Linked DNA regions of Zea mays: all the other regions are linked to region 1. The links are chromatin contacts, called in public Hi-C maps. All regions are on one chromosome and are shown on one strand. Each heading gives the region's core, a stretch centred on a gene start, on an enhancer-like site or on the middle of the called end of the contact. The rest is flanking DNA. Distances are from core to core; before and after follow the strand shown.

The links. A called contact is a pair of places that touch in the nucleus more often than the background predicts.
Region 2: a Hi-C map of leaf shows a contact between it and region 1, with 3 times the contacts expected there. The contact joins the promoter of LOC100276169 here to the promoter of LOC100279868 in region 1. A contact is called at or near these places in 3 of 25 Hi-C or Micro-C datasets (ear and leaf).
Region 3: a Hi-C map of leaf shows a contact between it and region 1, with 5 times the contacts expected there. The contact joins the promoter of LOC100273976 here to the promoter of LOC100279868 in region 1. A contact is called at or near these places in 2 of 25 Hi-C or Micro-C datasets (ear and leaf).
Region 4: a contact with region 1 is called in a Hi-C map of leaf, with 2.0 times the contacts expected there. The contact joins the promoter of LOC100280027 here to the promoter of LOC100279868 in region 1. A contact is called at or near these places in 5 of 25 Hi-C or Micro-C datasets (bundle sheath, ear, leaf and 1 more).

What each region holds. Positions count from the first base shown.
Region 1 is chr2:23,229,278-23,232,418 of Zm-B73-REFERENCE-NAM-5.0, reverse strand. It overlaps LOC100279868, which reads right to left and starts at 1,788. Exons shown (of 3, transcript NM_001357861.1): 1 at 1,094-1,788; 2 at 1-205. The coding sequence starts at 1,479.
Region 2 is chr2:23,090,464-23,093,619 of Zm-B73-REFERENCE-NAM-5.0, reverse strand. It overlaps LOC100276169, which reads left to right and starts at 1,780. Exons shown (of 1, transcript NM_001279363.1): 1 at 1,780-3,128. The coding sequence starts at 2,039. The coding sequence ends at 2,668.
Region 3 is chr2:23,471,904-23,474,800 of Zm-B73-REFERENCE-NAM-5.0, reverse strand. LOC100273976 reads right to left here and starts at 1,540. Exons shown (of 10, transcript NM_001148362.1): 1 at 1,382-1,540; 2 at 214-327; 3 at 69-138. The coding sequence starts at 1,435.
Region 4 is chr2:22,978,962-22,981,937 of Zm-B73-REFERENCE-NAM-5.0, reverse strand. It overlaps LOC100280027 (ELMO/CED-12 family protein), which reads left to right and starts at 1,557. Exons shown (of 9, transcript NM_001152971.1): 1 at 1,557-1,913; 2 at 2,024-2,136. The coding sequence starts at 1,829. LOC111590822 reads right to left here and starts at 318. Exons shown (of 2, transcript XM_023301603.1): 1 at 77-318. The coding sequence starts at 142.

The sequences.
Region 1 (3,141 bases), core at 539-3,038:
GGCGGTGCTGGCTGCCGGCAAGTGCTGTGGTGGCGGCTGCGGCGCGGCTGCGTGCAACGCCTCCAGCTCCTCGAAGAAGCGGTAGCTCTTGCCGTCCTGCCTGCCGGCGCGGCCTTCCTTTGTGCGCTTGTAGTACTTGTGCACGTTCTCAAACTTCTCCTTGCACTTCTTGGCGCTCCTCTTGTAGCCCAGGTCGGCAAGCTTCCTGAAAGCCACAGCAGTGACAAAGACGCGTACACAAAGGTTCCGGTCAGCCATTACTTACGTGCAAAGAATCAAGTGATCGGCGAGGAAGAAGAATTAAATGATGGGCAGTGGCAGCGTTTACTGGAGGAAGCATCTAATGTAGTGGCATAACACATCAAGGCCTCTGGAGGAAAGAGACAAGAAGATGGGAAGAATTGGAATTTTGGAAGGACAGGCGAGAGCGAGGAGAGAAGAGTGCGAGCCGAAGGAGGTGGAGGTACTGCAGCAGAATGGAATTATAGTTAATCACAAACCATCTCGTATTTTTAGGGATCAGAGGGGATGTGAAGCTGATGATGCACTGGTGAGTCATGAAAGCAAGGAGGCCGCATTGGGATGGGAGAGGAAGGCTGCCTTCCTTCTTTTCCCAAAAACTGGAGCCATGAAAGCAGGAGACAGTGGCAGCCTGCAGCCTGCAGCGACGGCAGCAGCTGCCTGCACTCCCGCACTCACCACCGTGGTACGATCCCCAGGCGCGCAGGCGCCCAGATTCCTTCACCGGTTCACCCTACTGGCTACTGCACCTAGGAGTACTGCCTTCCAGCTCTCTCTCTCTCTCTCTCTGTCTCTCCCCTGCCGTCTCGCTGAAATCGAGACGCATTTGATTAGACTGGGACGGAAACGGGAAAACAAAACGAAATTCGAGGGGAATTGGGCGCAGCGAGCGACGCAGGATAATTATCCATCATTTCATGTGGGCGCGGCTGCTAAATTCCACGAAACCGTTAGCCGCTTTCCGCAGGGAAAAAAAATCATGCCGGAGACAGGCTTCTTGAACCAGACTGCAAATGCGTCTGGACGAGGACGACGACGAGTTCCCCTGTCTCTCTCTCTCTCGCTCCTTTACCTGGAGACGTCCTCCCATAGGGGGCCTTTGAGCGTCGCGTCGCGGAAGGTTGCGTCCATCTCCGACCGGATCCTGATGAGCGCCTGCGTCTCCTCCCGCGGCCACCGGTTGCTGGACGCGCCCGACGACCCGCCGCCGCCGCCGCCACTACCCATCGTCTCGTCGTCGAAGCCACTGGCAGCGGCGGCCCCAGGCACCATGGGCGCCAATTCTTCGTAGCTGGTCCTCGGTTGCTGCTGCGGCTGCGCCGACGGAGGCCTGCTGCTCAGCGGCATGGGACCGGTAGCAGCCGGCGTCGGCGAGAAGGGGCCCATGTCCGGCGGCGGGGCCCCGAACTGTGAGCCTCCGCCACCGCCGCCGCCGCCACCCTGGTGCTGCTGCTGCATGGCGGGTGCGCGCACCCCGGCCCGCCGCGGCGGTCCTCGGAAGGAAGGCAGAGGCAGGGAGGGATTAGTATAGCCGCCCTGCTGGGTAGCTGCGTGCGTACTTGTAGAAGTGACTGCCGGGACGACGGGATGGCTAACTCAGTAGAAGTAGCAATTGGGGAGGTGTTACTCCTACCTAGCTTGCTTTGCTAGTACTGGTACTGAATTGTAGGCATGCGCAGCTCAAGCGGCCGGCCATGCCAGCCTAGCTCCCTCCCCTCCTCTCTCTCCCACACACCGAGCGAGAGTGGTGCGGGTGGCGAGCGAGAGAGAGAGAGAGGGATGGTGGAATTGGAGGGAGAGGATGAAATTGGAAAAGAGGGGCTGGTACAAGTAGGGAAGGACGGGACGGGCGCCCGGCCGGAGGGCAAGCGCGCGGTGGGAGAAGGGCGAGGGTGGGGGGGAGAGAGAGAAGGAGAAGGGGTGGTGAAAAAGATGGGAGCGTGGACAACTGGAAAGGGTCCAAAGGGAAGAGGGAGAAAGAAAGAAGCAAGCAAAGAGGCCAGCGGCGCCGAGTGTGTGTGGGCGGTGGGCCTGTGCCTGTGGGGAGGGACGGGAGAGGAGAGGACGCCATGGCTGGCTGGCGGCCGATGGAGAGAGAGGGCAGGGCAGGGCAGGGCGCCTACAAAAGGAAGGGCTGGTGGCGCATGTACTGTCGTGTCGTACGCATGTGTATCTCCATCTATCTACCCTTCCTTCCCCCAGCACGAAACGCAACGCCGCGCGCGGCGCGAGAGCAATGACCTCTGCAGACTCGATGGATCCACGTCTCTATCTAATCCTTTCCCTGCGTACGTGTACGTATCGTATGCAGTGCTGGCCGGAACAACCAACCGATCAATGGTACGTATAGTGATCAGCGACCGTCGGGTACGCACAGCCTGTAACGGGGCCGGGGGTCGGGGGGCGGTGCCGTTTTATAGCGTGGGCCCCGTCCGCACGCCCATGGTGTGGTGCTGTGCATGGACACATGACGACGGAATTGATGAGCCGGGGCATGCGGACAAAACAGGGAGGGTGTGGGCTGCGCGGTAGCTAGCTAGAGAAGTAGAGAGTGAGTGAAACGGAACGGCCTGCGCCGACCGCGGCGGACACGTACGTACGTACCCTCCCTCCCGTGCCCAGTGCCCTGGTGGGGAGGGCGCGCGCGGACAACTAGGGCCACGCTGACATCGCCCTCGTCCCCGTTGGAGCACAGCGCATGCACGCGCCCGGGGCCCCCCTCACGCCCTCACGCCATTCACGCGCTGTATGCATGGGGCTTGTTTGGTTGAAGGCCTCCGCAGGCATATGGGCAGAAAATCTCAGCCATCATGCACTCATGAAGGCTTGTTTGTTGGTTGACATCCAGGCCATCGGTTTTGAGTGCCTCGCGGTGGGATCTATCTGCCTGACCGGCACTAGACCAGGGTTCCAACCAAACATGCCCTTCAGAGTCGATGCCTCGATGGCCTTGGACGATGCTTGGCTCAGGCAACTCTTTGCCACGCTCGCAACCAAACAAGCCGGGGTCCCCCGGCCCGCACGCCGTGACGTGCACATCCCACGTCCGTTCTGCATGCCCATGGCCATCTGTACCATCGGGCCGGGCTCCTCTATGGCTCTATGCCTCTATCTATCCGG
Region 2 (3,156 bases), core at 531-3,030, 140 kb after region 1:
ACAGTGTTTTCAAGTCATCCAACTAATTAAATTAAACGTGGTTAGTTGGACTAATCAGTAATTGGAAGACCCATCGAAGTGATTAACTTGACTAGAATCCTAGTCATCCGATTAGTCGGCGATCAATCGTCCAATTTGGTGTGGAACACGTTAAACATGTTTTTAAATGGGTTTTTGGAGTTGTTGTTGTGCATTTTATGGGTTGCTATTTGGTGCTGCATCTATAGGCTGTAATTGTGGCCTAGGCATCAGCCTTGTCGTCGAGAGCCGACTCTTGTTTGTTCACCTGCAAGCAACGATAAATAGAATCCCTAAACCCAAATGATAATCTCATTCTCAGATAGTGAGTGTGTTTCTTGATGTTATACTTTTCTTGCTCGTTGCCTTGTTGCTACTTGCTATATCAAATGGCATGTGCATTTTATTCTATTTTAGACCCTAAATCGCTAAATACGGAAATTAAAATAGCGTTTTAGTTTCGTATTTGACAATTTAGGTATTAAAATGAAATAAAATATAAGAACTAAACATTACTTTAAAAAACAAACACCCCTTATTTGTCGACGACGAATCACGACTAGTCGACTGATCGGTGGCAATTAGACTTGAAAACATTGGTCAAACATATACTAGAGTCTTACTATAGGTAAAAATTGATGATGGTCAATATTTGACGTGATGGTTGATACGACCTAGCACTGGAATCCGGTTTAAATTGAACATGAATTGCATTTTCTTTCCCCAAAATTTGGACTGACAAGTTAAAAAAACTAGAAAAAAAGACGACAGTCTGATAGATCGGTGCGTGCAAATAAGGGGGGGGGGGGGGGGGGGGGGGGCATAAGTCAGGCTCAAGAGTCAAGTCGAAGCCCAAACGAAAAGAAAAAAAAGCCTGATGTCAGGCTCAATTCAGGGCCGAAATGGCCAAAATAAGGTAATGGTTTTCGGGTCAAACCTGACATGGTACTTGAACAGGTCTAGTGGCATTAACTGATTTAGGGAAATTCACTGTACCTCAAATTCTAAGCATATAAATTTGGCATGAAGAAAACTTCAGTTTTGTGTAATCTGGTTCGGAAACGCACTAAATTTTAGATGTGTAGATCTCAGAATCCTAACCGTTTCTTTAGGCGTTTTCAGGTACTCGATTTTCCAAATGGAAAGAAGAAGAAAAAGTCAGGTCATACCAAAAAAAAAACATTCGAATTATCATCATCACACAAGTCCCATGAAACACTCGTGATGAGGCATAGACCCTCAGCGTACCAAACAAACAATCATCGCAACCTCATTTTTTTTCTGTAGTTTATAAATCCAGCGCCGAGTGGGACGTCAGGAGTGTAATTATTATCTCAACCGTCTCCCCCCGATGGAATTTTTTGTTGTTGTGGTAGGTATCCTGTCAATCGCCCCCGTGATTCGTGCGGCCACTGTGTTAGTTTAGGCAGCGAATTGATTGGGCTATGTTTAATCGACAGTCATGCCGAGATGATGTTGTTTATCATGGAAGCACACCGTAAACTAAAACCGCCAACTGCCCGGCCAATGACGTATTACCCACAGCACCGAGCATGATCGCTTCTCTGTTTTTACTGATCGGTCGGCGTCAATCTTTCGCTGCTGCCGTCGCCAGCAATGTCGTGTTCCTCCGGTCCCTGCGCTTCCAATTTCCCTGGGAAGCGGCTGGCTCGCCCGGATGGAATGATTCCAGATTTCAGGTCCATATCCTCGAAAAGCTGGATATCGGCCGCAGCAAACACCACCACAAACCCCCCGGCGCGCACAGGAGCGCTCGACACGGGGTCGCCAGCGCCGGGCGACCCCTCTCGTCGCCATCACGCCCCAATAATTCACTGCCCACGCCCGCCATCGCCACCACTGGCGTCCGCACCGCAGCCCGCCAATAATAACGCTCCCAAAGCAGAGGCCGAAACCCGCGACGCGCAGCGCAGGGCCAGTGGCGACCTCCAGCTCCAGCTCCAGCTCCACACGCGGGCGCCACCAAGGAGCTGAGCCGAGCCCGGCACTGTCGGCGGCCATGTCCGCGCCGCGTCGCCGCATGGCCACTGCCTCCCCGTCGCTCCGCTTCCTCGGCCTGCTCAAGCAACCCGACGACGCCAGCTCCCAGTCCCACGGCGTCCAGGAGCTGGAGCTCGACGAGCGCGACGTCGTCTGGTCCTCCGGCAGCGCGACCTCCTCGTCCTCGACCTCCGCGGCCTCCTCGCCGTCCCCGACCGCGTCCCCGACCGCCAGCCTCGGGAGGCCGATTTCCGCCTCGTCCCGCCACTTCCCCGCCGGCAGCATGGGGCTGTCCGCGCTCCTCGCCGACGCCGACGACCACCACGCGCCCACCGCGCCCGTCCCGGCCGCCGCGCGCCCGGAGAAGCAGCACGCCCCGCGCCCGTGCCACCAGTCGGCCCCCGTCGCCGTGCCGGCCTGGCCCAAGGCGATGACGGCCGCGGACAGGCGCCGCCGCGAAGCGGAGCTGCAGGCCGCGGACGACGAGGACGACGACGGCGAGCCCGTGGTGCCGCCGCACGAGATGGCCGCGCGGCGCGCTGCGGCGGCGGCGTCGGTCATGGAAGGCGCCGGACGCACACTCAAGGGACGCGACCTCCGGCGCGTGCGCAACGCCGTGTGGCGCACCACCGGCTTCCTCGACCTGTGAAAAAGGACGTTCCTTGCCTTTGGAGGTTTCGTTTCGTTCGTTCGCTGGCCACGTCACTCCACTCCACTCCACTTGAGCTGCCTGCCTCGGATCGGACGGACCTTGGCCGCTGGGCAGCTTCTTCTTGCGTAGCGTAGTGCTGTGCCAGCTGCTAGGCACTGAAAAAAGGTGGGAGTTTCCTTACTAGGTTTGGAGTACTACTAGGGGCGTTATATATTGAGCTAAATTTGCTGGGGAAGTAGCCGCAGGTGCTTCGGTATTTTCATGTAAGAGAACTGCTGTGATCAGTCTGCAACTAGTATGTTTTAAGATGTCTGCAACTCTTTGGCAAAGAATTTTCTCTGGAGATGATGCAGCATGCCACTGCTAAACCTGTGGTCTAGTGTGCAGCAGAACAGATGTGATGTGTTCATAGCTTTTGTATTCCACTGTGGCTAATAGAGTGCCTTTTTTAAACTCTACTACTGTACTAAGTATACTAGCAAGGT
Region 3 (2,897 bases), core at 291-2,790, 240 kb before region 1:
GATAACAATATAACTGACAAGTTCTGCTAAAAAAACTCCATAACTGATAGATAGTATGAATGAACTACCTATTTCGACTTGTTTAGATCCTGTGACTATATAGCCCTCCACGCCCCGAACAATGTCCCTTTGAAAATGCTAGCAAGGATGCCAATGTTTAATCAGATTAGAAGGTAAAGAGAAAAGGAGACAAGAAATATGCCTTGTTCATACTTTAGCAGCACGAGTCGATAAGTAAAGCTTTTCCAATCTCTGATGCAGTTTAACCTCTGACTCATCTGTAAACGCATTATCAGAATTCCCGTAGCCAAACTGCTTGAACACACCCTGCAGTGGTGTCGTTAAATATAAAGTTATATTACTTGTAACGAGTTAAAAAAAGGTAAGACTCTTGGATATACTTAAATGGGTAAATTCATATGCTAATTTGGTGCAACCAAATCAGTAAGATAAAGAATGAAGCAAATGTTACATGTGGCATAAATAGGTGATCACTAAGAGTATGGTGAACCATAGTAACATGGAAAAAATAAGCAAACAGCTTCAAGGCATGAATCTCTATTTTAAGCGTTATATATGTAATTCAAGGCAGACACGCGAATGTACAGCAAATTCTGCAAAATGCAAAAAAAAAGGCATTGCAGTTCAGTGTCACATTCAGATATCCAGCTGAGAATCCCAAAATCAGCTTACCCAGCTGATCTTATATCATACTAAAGCCTAAATCTACATGCCCAAATATAACATGATGGACATCTGATTGTTCCCAATTACTGTTCATGTTGGATTTTTTAACCGGCCTGTATATGCTTTTGTAACGTCCTATTAGGTTTAACTTGGGCGTTCCCAAGACAATGCAACTCCCTGATTCGATCTACCATTTCGAGTTTGTTAACGGCAAATGCAAAGGAACAGCTGAACAGAAAAGTGCAGCTGATCAAGTTGAGGCTGCTTTTTATTTCGACAACGATGCACATGGATTGGCAGGTAAAGTTCAAGGTCCTTTTTATTTCGACAAGGAATGAAGGAAATCATGAACGACACTTCCAACAAAGAGAAATATAAGTCAGCCAGCCAATTCGATCACAGCCTCGTGTCTCTCGAAACTGCAACTCGGCGCCCGCTTCTCAGGACCAACATAAGTTAAATAACTTGAAAAAAAATATGAAGCGGCTATAGCTAGATCCTACGCAGGCAATTTGGCATCAGAAATCAGAAACCGGGAAAAAACATCAAGCGTGCTAGCATAAACTCCCCCTCCAGGTCCAGGCGACACAGCTCATCAGAGATTCAGAGCCCACGGCAATCCCTGTCCACGCTTACGCTTACGGGTGCTTAGATGGATCGCGATTTGCGAGAGGCGGATAAGCGCGCGACTGACCTGCCGAGAGACCTGGTCCTTGAGCCTGGAGGCCTGCTTCCACAGCGCCTCCATGGCGGTAATAGGGCGCGGCGGGCAGGCGGCGAGATCGGGACGAGACGGCGAACCGGTCCTGCGGAGGGGACGAGCCGACGACGACCTAGGTCGGTTCGTTCGGTTGGATTGCTTCGTTCGTCTGACTCCCCCAGAGGCGCTTTCGCGGTGGTTAGCTTCCCGCACGGCCCTTTCACACCCAGCCACCCAGCCACCAGACCCCTGTGATGAAACCGCGTTCTCGCTCGCTCGGTCGCCCCATCGGCCCGGGACAAAAAGCAGCGCATTCTAAGAGCATCTCCAAGAGAGGCTCTAAACATGGTCCTATTTTAAGGGCCTGTTTGTTTACCCCAATGTATTATATAATCTGGATTATTTTTGGAGGATTATATAATCTGAATTATATAATTTGGATTATATAATCTGAGTAGTCCTGTTTGTTTATCCAGATTATCTGGCGTGTTTCTGTTGGGCGGCGGGCTTCTCCGATCCGATAGGCGCAAAAACGATTCGGTAGATTATAATGGCAATGGTAGGTAATTTCTAGAAAACTTGAAAGGGTAGTGGGGAAGTGGGAAAAAAATAATCTGAAATAAGCACCTCCTCACTTGCTTATGGATTATTATAATCCAAGGGGTTAGATTATATAATCTGGGCAAATAAGCTAGACTGTTTGTTTGCCTTTTAGGATTATTTAATCCAGATTATATAATCTGGGGGTAAACAAACAGGCCCTAAATATAGGGCTCAAAACCATAAAACATCCTTCCAACAGCGGCCCTATTTTATAAAATTTCATCAAATGGTTATAGGGCCCGGTCTCTCGGGTCCTAAATATAGTACCCATATAGTGGAGCCCTATCCTCATTTCCACTTAATCTCCAACCATTTATTTCCTAATATTATGATTTATTTCCTAAATAGCATTATTTAAGGCATGACTATTGGAGTAAACATTTCTTTTGAGACCCTAAACATTCTAAATATGGTCCTTTTTCAAATTTTAGGACTCTATTTTAGGGTTTGTTGTTGGAGATGCTCTAACAAGTGGTTTGTCCGTGCTAACAGGCTGCAGGAGCAGGACTCGAGGAGGGTGGGCAGCGGTGCGGCCGGGGCCGACGGACGAGTTGTGTACTTGTGTTATGTGTCGTTGAGATATCTACAGTTCTACACTTCTCACTTCTAGAGTGTGTTTGGTTTTACGACGGGGTGGATTCAGGACGGAAGTTTAGGAGGGGGTAAAGTTTAACGTGTGGCAAAGACATAGCAATATAATAAAGCTATGTTTGCAACCCTTTAAAGTTTAGTTAGCTACTAAATTAACTATAGAGATTCCAAACATCCTAGCTAATATCCGGTTAATTATTAGCTAACTTATAAATAGCAATTAGTTCGTTAACTAACTCAACTAATAAATTAATATCTAGCTAACTATTATCTATAGGAGTTTCAAACATCCTTTTTAACCAATTAGACAACTTCG
Region 4 (2,976 bases), core at 308-2,807, 250 kb after region 1:
GAGCGCGAGTAAGGGAGGGAGCGGAATATGAGTGCCGACGTTGAGGAAGATATAGATGTGAGATGCAGAAACGCACCACGGGCATGTGCCTATGTGAGAGGCGGGAGGGGAAGTCGCTGGCGCCGTCAAGCATGAGCGTCATTGCCGTCTCATGTGTGCCGAGCGCGAGAAAGGATGCGGGCGAAGATGAGCATCGTCGTTGCGAGGAAGATGATGGGTGATGCAGAAACCTACTACGCGCCTACGCCTGTGGAAGAGGTGTGAGGGAAAGTCGCTGGCGCCGTCGAGTGTAGGCGTCACCGTCGTCGCCTGCGTGTCGAGGGCAAGTAAGGAAGGGAGCGGAAGATAAGCGTCGGCTCCGTGCCTTCGCTGTAAATAAAAGCGACAAGACGAAATTTCTAGATGCTTGACACATTGATCTTACCTTGGAAGATTCGAACACGAAAGGCAACAGTGAAGAGGACAATCCAGGCTCATTGTGGTCCTTACCGTTTTCCACCGCGCTCTTATCTCACCGTGTATCCGAAATCTGACGGCTGGTAGAAATAGAGCATACGTGGACAGCCTATCATAGCAGGTTTGCGTCAAGCTCTATTATATAGAAATTTGAACATCCTTTCTTTGAAAGTTCGGTTTTCTTGGGGAGGAGGACCGGAGGAGATGGTCGACATGCAGGATTGCAGGATGTCACCGTGCTTTGGTTACCTGGTGCTGGTGGCGTCACTGCCTATGTTGACATCAATGAAGACGGCACACTCTGTATCGGAGTTGGGTGGTACTGGGACGAAGACGAAGGGATCAACCTGGTGATGGAGAGAGACTATGGAACAGATGGGAGGCTCAGGGAGGTTCGTTCGAAAACTGAAGTAGAGCGCCGGTGGTATCAATCAGTTACATAATAACCCAAACATTCTTTTATTTTCTATTTTTCTGCTTTGATAACCTTTGTTTCGAAATAGCAGTGTAGGATCAACATCTGATACACAAAACCTGCCCGTTTGACAGCATTGATGTTAAGCTGTAATTTTTTGTTGCTTCTGTGGAATGTGGATGTTCTGGTTTCATCAATAAGAAAAATAAGCTTTCAATTGCCGTTGTCCTATGCGTCATATTTTATGCTACACAGCTACAGCCACAGAATGACTCGTTCAGAACGTTATATTTTGGCCACTTGCTGTGGAGTATGCTGACAGTTTTTGAGAAACCCACGCTGCATGCCTGCGTCTGATCTAGATCTTCGCCCATTAGGTGACAAGATTGATGACCTTGATCTGTCTTTGACATCTTTTATTCGTCTTTGATAAACTGATTTATCTCTGAACGTCAATATTCTTGAGTGAAATTCAGATCTGGCTCATCTTTTGGGGTCGAAAATTCCACCTGGATACTCCGAGCTTCAGCAGCCACCTTGCTTGAAGTCTCTGGGAGACCGGCACTGACTGAGGTCGTGGGAACGTTTGCTTTCTACGCCAAACGTCTGGCCCAGGCTGAAGCAAGGAAACCGCAATAATTCGCGCCACCATCGGGACGGCCGGACGGGAGCCACGCCAAACTAAGAAACGCCAAGTTGCCAGCCAAACGAACCAGCTAAAACAAGGGGGGGCAGCACCGCGGCGCGGCGCGGCGTGGGGACAGAGCCCTCGTGATCGATCCGTCCGTGGGATCTCGCGCACGCCAGGATTGGAGAGCCGCGGCCTCCCCCCGCCCCAACCAGCCATGGGTTCCCGCGCGGATCGCGGCTCTTAGACGCGGAGGAGGAGAGAGACAGGGGGAGGGGAAGGCCGAGGCCTAGGAGGCGTGGTGCAGCGCGCGAGCGCGTTCGTTCGGCATGGAACAGAACGACGGCTCGTTCCTCGCCGTGCGACGCCTCTCCGGCGGCGCCATCCACCACCATCGCCACCACTCTTCGCCGGGTACGCGCGTGGCGCTGGCGCCGTCGTTTGGTTGCGCTGTTTGCCTTCGTGCAGACTGCAGAGGCTCACGGTTGTGGTTTTCTCCCCCTTCCGTTTTCCTGCGCCCGCAGCTGAGGTCGTGGGCGTGTCCACGGCGTGGATCGGGAAGGGGCTTACGTCGTGCGTGTGCGCGCAGGGGACGGAGAGCGACGGGCGCCTCTCCTTCGATTTGAGTCCCATTCAGGTAAAAGCTCGTTCTCATTCCGTTATTTTATTATTGCTTACTAGATAAATGCCAGGTAAAACTAGTACCATGAATCCATAAAGCGTAAAGTATGAACATGTTTTTGTAGTTTGCGCTGCTGAAACGGTTTTTACTGTTTGAGCTGAAGCTATTTTCTAGAAAATGTTGGTAAATTAGATTCTCCTAGCTATTTTCTAGGGAAGTAAGTTGTCGAGCCTCCCGCCTGTGAACGAGCAAAACGAATCGATGCTAGCGCGGGCACGCCGCACGCGTGTGAGGGAGCGGGGCGTGGGGCAGGCCCACGTGTCGGCGCAGCATAACGGGGTGCGCGGCTAAGAAGGCGGGAGGACGATCGCGGGCGCGCGCACGAAACAGAAACAGGTTGGACGAAAGCCATCCGTAGATATCTCTCTTCGACACAGGGCGTTGTTAACATCTCTGTTTTTTCCCTGCGACATGGGATCATTATGAATGATGAATCCTCCCCTGAAAGTTTGAATATGAACTGGCAATATTGTTATGGGAACATAAAGGGGTTATTTGAGTCCGATAGGAGCGACTGTGGAAGCCGTACTGTCTTTAGCACAATGTATGGTTGGTATTATGATTCGCTCAGAAGGAGGAAAACTGTCATGTAACTGCAATTGCTTCTTCGACAGGTATGGTCTTTTGTGAATTGTGATTGCTTGGTGTGTTCTCCAATGCATAGGGCGATGAAAAATTCTTGCTCTCGTTTTGTTTCATAACGTAGTAGTTTATAATTTTATATGTCGACGTTGGGGCTAGAGACGGGTTAGAGACATTTCCTGTCTTCCTTGTGAATTGATTTCTGAGAAAAGA